Regions from separate parts of the Mus musculus genome. Here region 2 is linked to region 1. The links are chromatin contacts, called in public Hi-C maps. All regions are on one chromosome and are shown on one strand. The core of a region is the stretch at or near the end of the contact, and the rest is flanking DNA. Distances in the headings are between cores, read along the strand shown.

The links. Hi-C and Micro-C count contacts between places; a contact is called where the count stands out from the background.
Region 2: a Hi-C map of epidermal suprabasal cells shows a contact between it and region 1, with 2.8 times the contacts expected there. The contact joins two enhancer-like sites. A contact is called at or near these places in 1 of 484 Hi-C or Micro-C datasets (epidermal suprabasal cells), 4 of 115 datasets of contacts at active chromatin or transcription factors (acute myeloid leukemia, bone marrow-derived macrophages, embryonic stem cells and 1 more) and 2 of 9 other capture datasets (adipose tissue and liver).

What each region holds. Positions count from the first base shown.
Region 1 is chr16:89,860,428-89,863,284 of GRCm38.p6, reverse strand. All of the region lies in intron 8 of Tiam1 (T cell lymphoma invasion and metastasis 1), which reads left to right. Among named protein-coding and RNA genes, the nearest start is that of Gm52239, 67 kb to the right of the region's middle. Within about 2 kb of position 1,529, at least 15 of the 459 cell types and tissues checked have an H3K27ac peak or open chromatin away from gene starts, as enhancers often do. A contact at or near this core is called in epidermal suprabasal cells, where this site is marked.
Region 2 is chr16:90,096,990-90,099,970 of GRCm38.p6, reverse strand. It overlaps a transcript of Tiam1 not described here. Among named protein-coding and RNA genes, the nearest start is that of Gm10789, 44 kb to the left of the region's middle. Within about 2 kb of position 1,715, at least 36 of the 459 cell types and tissues checked have an H3K27ac peak or open chromatin away from gene starts, as enhancers often do. A contact at or near this core is called in epidermal suprabasal cells, where this site is marked.

The DNA.
Region 1 (2,857 bases), core at 280-2,779:
GAGCTCTTGTCCAGCAGTTCTGCCAGCTGTTTTTCTATACTCCTCAGTCATTACTGTTTTGAGAGGGGTGGGGATGGGGCTGGGGGAGGTGGCTACCAGTACCTTTTAGGGCCTTCTCACTTGAAAGTACCTGCTAGAGTCTTTGAGCAGCCTGAGTCAATCAGCCAGGCAGGCAGGCAGGCAGGCAGGCAGGCAGGCAGGCACTGAGTGTGTTGGTAGGTAGCACAGGTTTATCTTTTCTGTGCTTTTCTTCCCTCCTGAGACTATAAACACAAGAGTTCGTTGCAGCCAAGGTAATGGATTATAAATAAATAAATAAATAGATTGATTGATTGATTGACAAATCCATGCACGCGCCTGACGTATGTCAGCTGCTAGCCTTGTGATGAGGGTTAAAAGAGCAAAGAACACAGAGTCTGCCCTACTGGAGCCTTGGGTTCATGAAGGCAAGACGGGGAGAGGGACACCTGCAGTTAATGGAATATGGTTAAGTGCAAACAGTGAGGCATGCTGGGAAGGAAATGTGCAGGCTACCACACCCCCGCTGTGATAGTCACCCCTCAGCATCCTCAGAAGAGTGGCATCAGGAGCCCCTCAGATACCCAAGGGGGTGGTCAAGTGCCTCACACCACGTGCTGTGCTCACTGTTCCCACATAGTCGGGTCTTACCCTCCCCCACACTTTGAACCATGTGCAGGCTACTTAATAAAACACGTAATGCAGTGCAATGTCCTTAGACGACATTGTTTACTGAACGGCGATGGGGAAGCTGTCTCAACATGCTCAATGCATATGGAACATGAATAATTTTGATCTGAGGTTGCTTGAATCCACAGATATGGGGTTCTCACCCCTCCTGGTGTGTAGCATGAGGGCAGACAGACCGACAGACACTGTACTTAGAAGTAGCCTTTGCTGTTTGCAAATTCACTGAGACCAAACAGCTGGATTTTTTTTTTTTCCTTTTTCAGGCTTTGTTTTGTTTAGGGTTTTAAAGTTCAGCACCATTTCTTCTGTGTCTACACAGAACACACGTGTGTCAGCATGTTCTGATCTAATCATGTCACAACCTTTGTTTGCCTTCGACTCAGAAAGTTGAGACCAGAACATCTGACATGTTTTATGATGCGTTCTTTTTGTAGGACTCCCCCCCCCCCCCACCACCAAATACCTAAAGAATAAATGTAGGTTAAAATCTTTCTCATAAAAATTCTCACGGGAATCTTGACTCCCGCTTCTTAATGCCCTGATCTGTCTCTTAAGTGCTTAGCTGAGACAATGCAGGACCCCACGGCTCTCATCCTTGGGTTTGTCTCTGAGTCCAAAACCCTTCTCCCTAATACCCTGAGAGAAGCTGTCTGGCTCCAGTCCTCATGCATGTGAGGGTCCGTGCTTGTCTACTCTCTGGGATTCTGCTCTGTTGATACTGTTGGTACCAAAGACTCAGGAAATGCCTCGTGGATGACATGCTGTAGGCTGGGAGGCCCCCTGTGTTGCCCAATACCAGTTCATCCAGAAGGTTCTGCTGCCAGTTGGCACCTGGCACGTTGGGAGTTGCCCTCGTGGGAATCTATGACAAGTAGGTTCTTAGACATTCACCTCCAGCAGCAAAGAACAGGTGGGGGCTTTCATTTCCAGTCAGACTGGCTGTGCCTCCTACCTCGCCCTTTTGAAAGGAGGTTTGGTGGGTGGTCTGTTGAGATCTCCTGGCAGGAGGGCCCTGGAGTTCCTGGAACATTGTTTATAACCTGTAGGGCAAAGTTCAAGCTTGAATGCTCTACAGACTTTCTGGAGTCCTCGGATCCCCCCACTTCCACAGCTGTCACTGTGGCAGCTTCAGATACGTGGAATTCTGTTGTGAAGTGTTTCCCTGTTCAGACGGTACCTTGGAGGCATCTCAGCAGAGGATAGCTTTAAAAAGAAATAGAAGTGTCATTTCCTCCTCACCTAACATAACAATGTAAGTTATGGAAGATCTATGTGACACTTACACACACACACACACACACACACACACACACGAGGGAGAGTATATGTCTGCATGAGAGAAAACCTTCCCTCCATCAATACATTTGTCAGCCTTGGGTACAGCTCAGTGGTAGAGAGCTTGCCTAGCATGTGAAAGGTCCTGGGTTCAATCCCCAACACAGTGAAAAGACAGAGACAGAGAGAGACTGTTTAGCTCAGTGGTCCAGTCTGCAGGGTGTCCCCCTTGGTCTTTCATCCTGGAAAAGACTGATGTTTCAGGCTGTGACCCAGTCCTTCCTATCACCAGGGATGAACTGTGTCAAAGAAAGCCCCCTCCTCTGAAAGCATTTCCTAGACGCCCTCCCATTACCCAGAACTGCTCGGTGCATGCCCCACTCCAAGGAAAAGCCAGCTTTGACTTCTTGGCCAAGTGCCCAGATACATTATGGATTTTCTAGTGGAGACGCTGGGTAGTGGGGCCACGAATTACTTGCCCAGCGAAGAGGATGGCTTTCTGTGTTCTCAGAGATTGAAGAGATTGGCTGGTTTAGATTTAGTGTGGAATCAGAGCAGGCAGAAATCTGCTGGTTTTCACGGACCTTCAGTGTCATTTTGAATTAAGATGCTGCTAGGTAACTGACCCGTCGCTGTCAGGAGGATCTCAAGAAAACCTGGTTCCATGCAGTAGGTACAGCTCAAGTCTGACTGGAGGACGGCTAACTCTCAGCACCGCGGCATATTGTATTGCCGTTTTATTCATTATTGTTGATTTTCTACAGTGATTGAGCTCGCCAGCTTTTCATCTTACGTCAGCGAAGGTCCCAGAGTCCCCATGCCGTCACTCACTGCTTTGAACACTAGGGTCATTGCTATCCTTTGAGAGGGGGTT
Region 2 (2,981 bases), core at 466-2,965, 240 kb before region 1:
GTGTGTATGTTTATGTGTGTGGACCTGTGTTTATGTACCTATGTGCATATGTGTGCACCTAATTGTATGTATGTGTACCTATGTATTTATGTATGTATGCACCTGTATATGTATGTGTGTGTTCCTGTGTGTATGTACCTATGTATATATGTATGTGTGTGTGTGTGTGTTTGTGCATATATGTATGTATGTATGTATGTATGAGTGTGTGTGTGCACATCTGTGTATATGTGTATGATCACCTGTGTATGGACCTATGTGTGTATGTATGTATGTATGAGTCTATACTGGTGTGTTTGCACACGCATGCACACACATACCTATGTGGGTATATCTGGAAGCCAGAGGAAGATTCTGAGTTTCCTTTGCAAATGTTTCCATGGCCAGCGTTTGCTTGGGTGCTAGGGATCTGATCTCAGACCTCGTGTTTGCCCAGCAAACACTATCGTCCTCTGAGCCCTTTGCCAGCCGAGAGGAGTGGGCATTGCTTTCGGCGTGGCTTCTGATGGTCAGGCGGAGAACTGCACCTCTCTGAGCTACCTTCTCGGATAACATTACAGAATGAATCTCCCCCAGGATTGGATTCCTTGCTCCTCAATGGATGTACCCACTTTTCTGGCTCTGAAGCTGAAATCAGACCCCCTTTGCCTACAGATGTGGCTCATGGTGGGCTTTGGTTCACCACAGTCCTGGTTGGCCCACTGTGCATTTGTAAGCAAGCAAGAACCTGTAGCTTGCTTAGCAAGTCAGGACAGCAGACATACTGTCAACTCACACAGATCTGTCTTGGAATGGTGCCTTGCAATAAGCATAAAATGCAGGTTTTTTCCAGTGACGTCTTCCAAGACCCCTGAACCCTGCTCTATGATGTCTTTGTGTGTGCGGCGTGTGCTTGAGTGCATATGTCATCTGTGTCATGTCCCCTCCTCCTCTCACCCTCATGTGCACTTGCTCTGTCACCCCTCCCCTGCCTTTTTTTGGAGACAGTGTTTGTTGCTGAGCCTGTAGCTCACCAATTTGGCTAGGCAGGTTGGCCAACGAACTCCAAGGACGAACCCCTTCCCCAGTGGCTGTGTTCACAGACAGATGCATGCTGCTGTGCCCAGCCTTTAGCTGAGTGCTAAGGGTTTGAGCTCAGGTTCCCACGGTTGTGCAGCAAGCTCTTAACCACGGAGCCATCTACCCTGTCCATGTTTCCCTTTTTCTTTCCCTCCTCCCTCAGGTCTGGTTTGGTTCCTGCTCTAGGCAAACTCATAATCCTACTCAAACAGGAGACTTGATTGTGAAGGCTCCCTGGCTCCACTGACTGCCGCTGACCTTCCTTTGCGCTCTCAGAGATGGAGACGCCCCTAGGCAGAGAAATGGCAGCAGCCAGGCCTGAAGTATGGCCACTTGGATTAGCAATCTCTAACAGTTAGGATTCCTGTGCAGTGGAGTACAGCCGAGCCTGCAGACTGAACCAGGAAGCTGCAGACGGATGGATGGTCTAGGCGCAGCCGTCTTAGGTTGCTTCCTGAATGAGGCAGCAAGCTCTCACCTGCCCTGTGATCTCACACACCTGCTCTAGCCCAGATACCGTTCCGAGTCTGCTTTCCTCGTGTTTTGTGCTGCTCTGTTTCTGGGGTGGGAGGTAAGGTGAGCATGGTAGTACTGGGTCGACGTGGCTGTCTGCCTTCTTACGTCAGAGACTGTGTCCTGGCTGGTATTTCCCCAGGCTGCTGTTGCCTGAGGTATGTCGCCCAGCAGACTGGTTTGGTCACCTTAATAGAACTGAGGCATATTGAGAAATCAATTCCACAGTGGAATTCCTTGACACTGGAACTTTCCTCTGAGCTCTCAGATCAACCAGGTGAAACTGGAATTGAGGAAGGGAGGTGGGGGAGGGGAGGGGAGGGAGGGAGGGGGAAGAAGAGAATAAACCAAGATGGTGGCTGTGCCTTCAGTATTACTCCAGTTGCCTGGTGACTGGGTGTTGGAGGTGAGTCATGGATTTGGTTGATCCTAGTGCCCTGTAGCTCTTTGTTGACCAGGCAGAGGTGGAAGATCACAGGGCTTTGGTCTAATGGTTCAGAACCAAGAATCCCTTTTCTTCCTCCTTTGCAGAGCAAAGCGAGCAAAGTGAGCAAAGCAAGCTTCTCTCCTTTCCCTGTTGTTCGATTGACCAGCGATGTGCTGACAACTGATGTGTCAAAAGCTGAGCCTCCCTTATCCCAGTCCACCTCCAACAAGAGATTGCCATCAGTGTTTGAGGGCATTGTGGGAGAGACTGTGTGGGCACAAGCCATCTTCTTCAGTGTGTGAGTGTGTGTGTGTGAGAAAATGTGTATGTATGTGTGAGTGTGTGCGTGAGTGTGAGTGTGTATGAGAGAGAGAGTGTGTGAGTGTGTATGAGAGAGGGTGTGTGTGTGTGTGTGTGTGTGTAAGAGGATGGTTTGGACCTTTGTTTGTATAACAGACCATTCTTTATCTATGTCTATGAGTAATTCAGCCTGCTAGCTGTCCCTGTCAAACGAGTCATGGTTCTCCTTCTGCAAAGGCCCTGCTATTGAAGACAGACCTTCCTGGTGCTTGTTAGCCATCTTTGTAAAAGTTCCATTTCCTGAAGCCAGTCAGGAAATTTCCTTCAAAGTGGTGGACTGGGAATGACCTGGCACCTGTTTCCTGGAGCTGCAGTCAGGACAAACTGAAGCTAGATGTTTGTTCATACCGTGTGAAGGCCGGGTGGGCCAGCGTCCGAGTGGTAGCTGGGCTGGTTCATTCTTGGGCTCTGCAGGACTCTTCTTATGCTCCTTGCAGCCCTCGATGGACTGCGCCAGTCCACCTCCCCTTCCCCACACAGATGTCGTCCTCTGTGTGCTTTCTCCTTGTTCTCCTGGTCCAGTGGGAGCTGAGGACCCCGCCCACTCCAGCCCAAGCCTCCCAGCCTGATTCTCTCCCCAGACTCTTTTCAGACCAGCTCACATTCTGGGACGGTGGTTGGT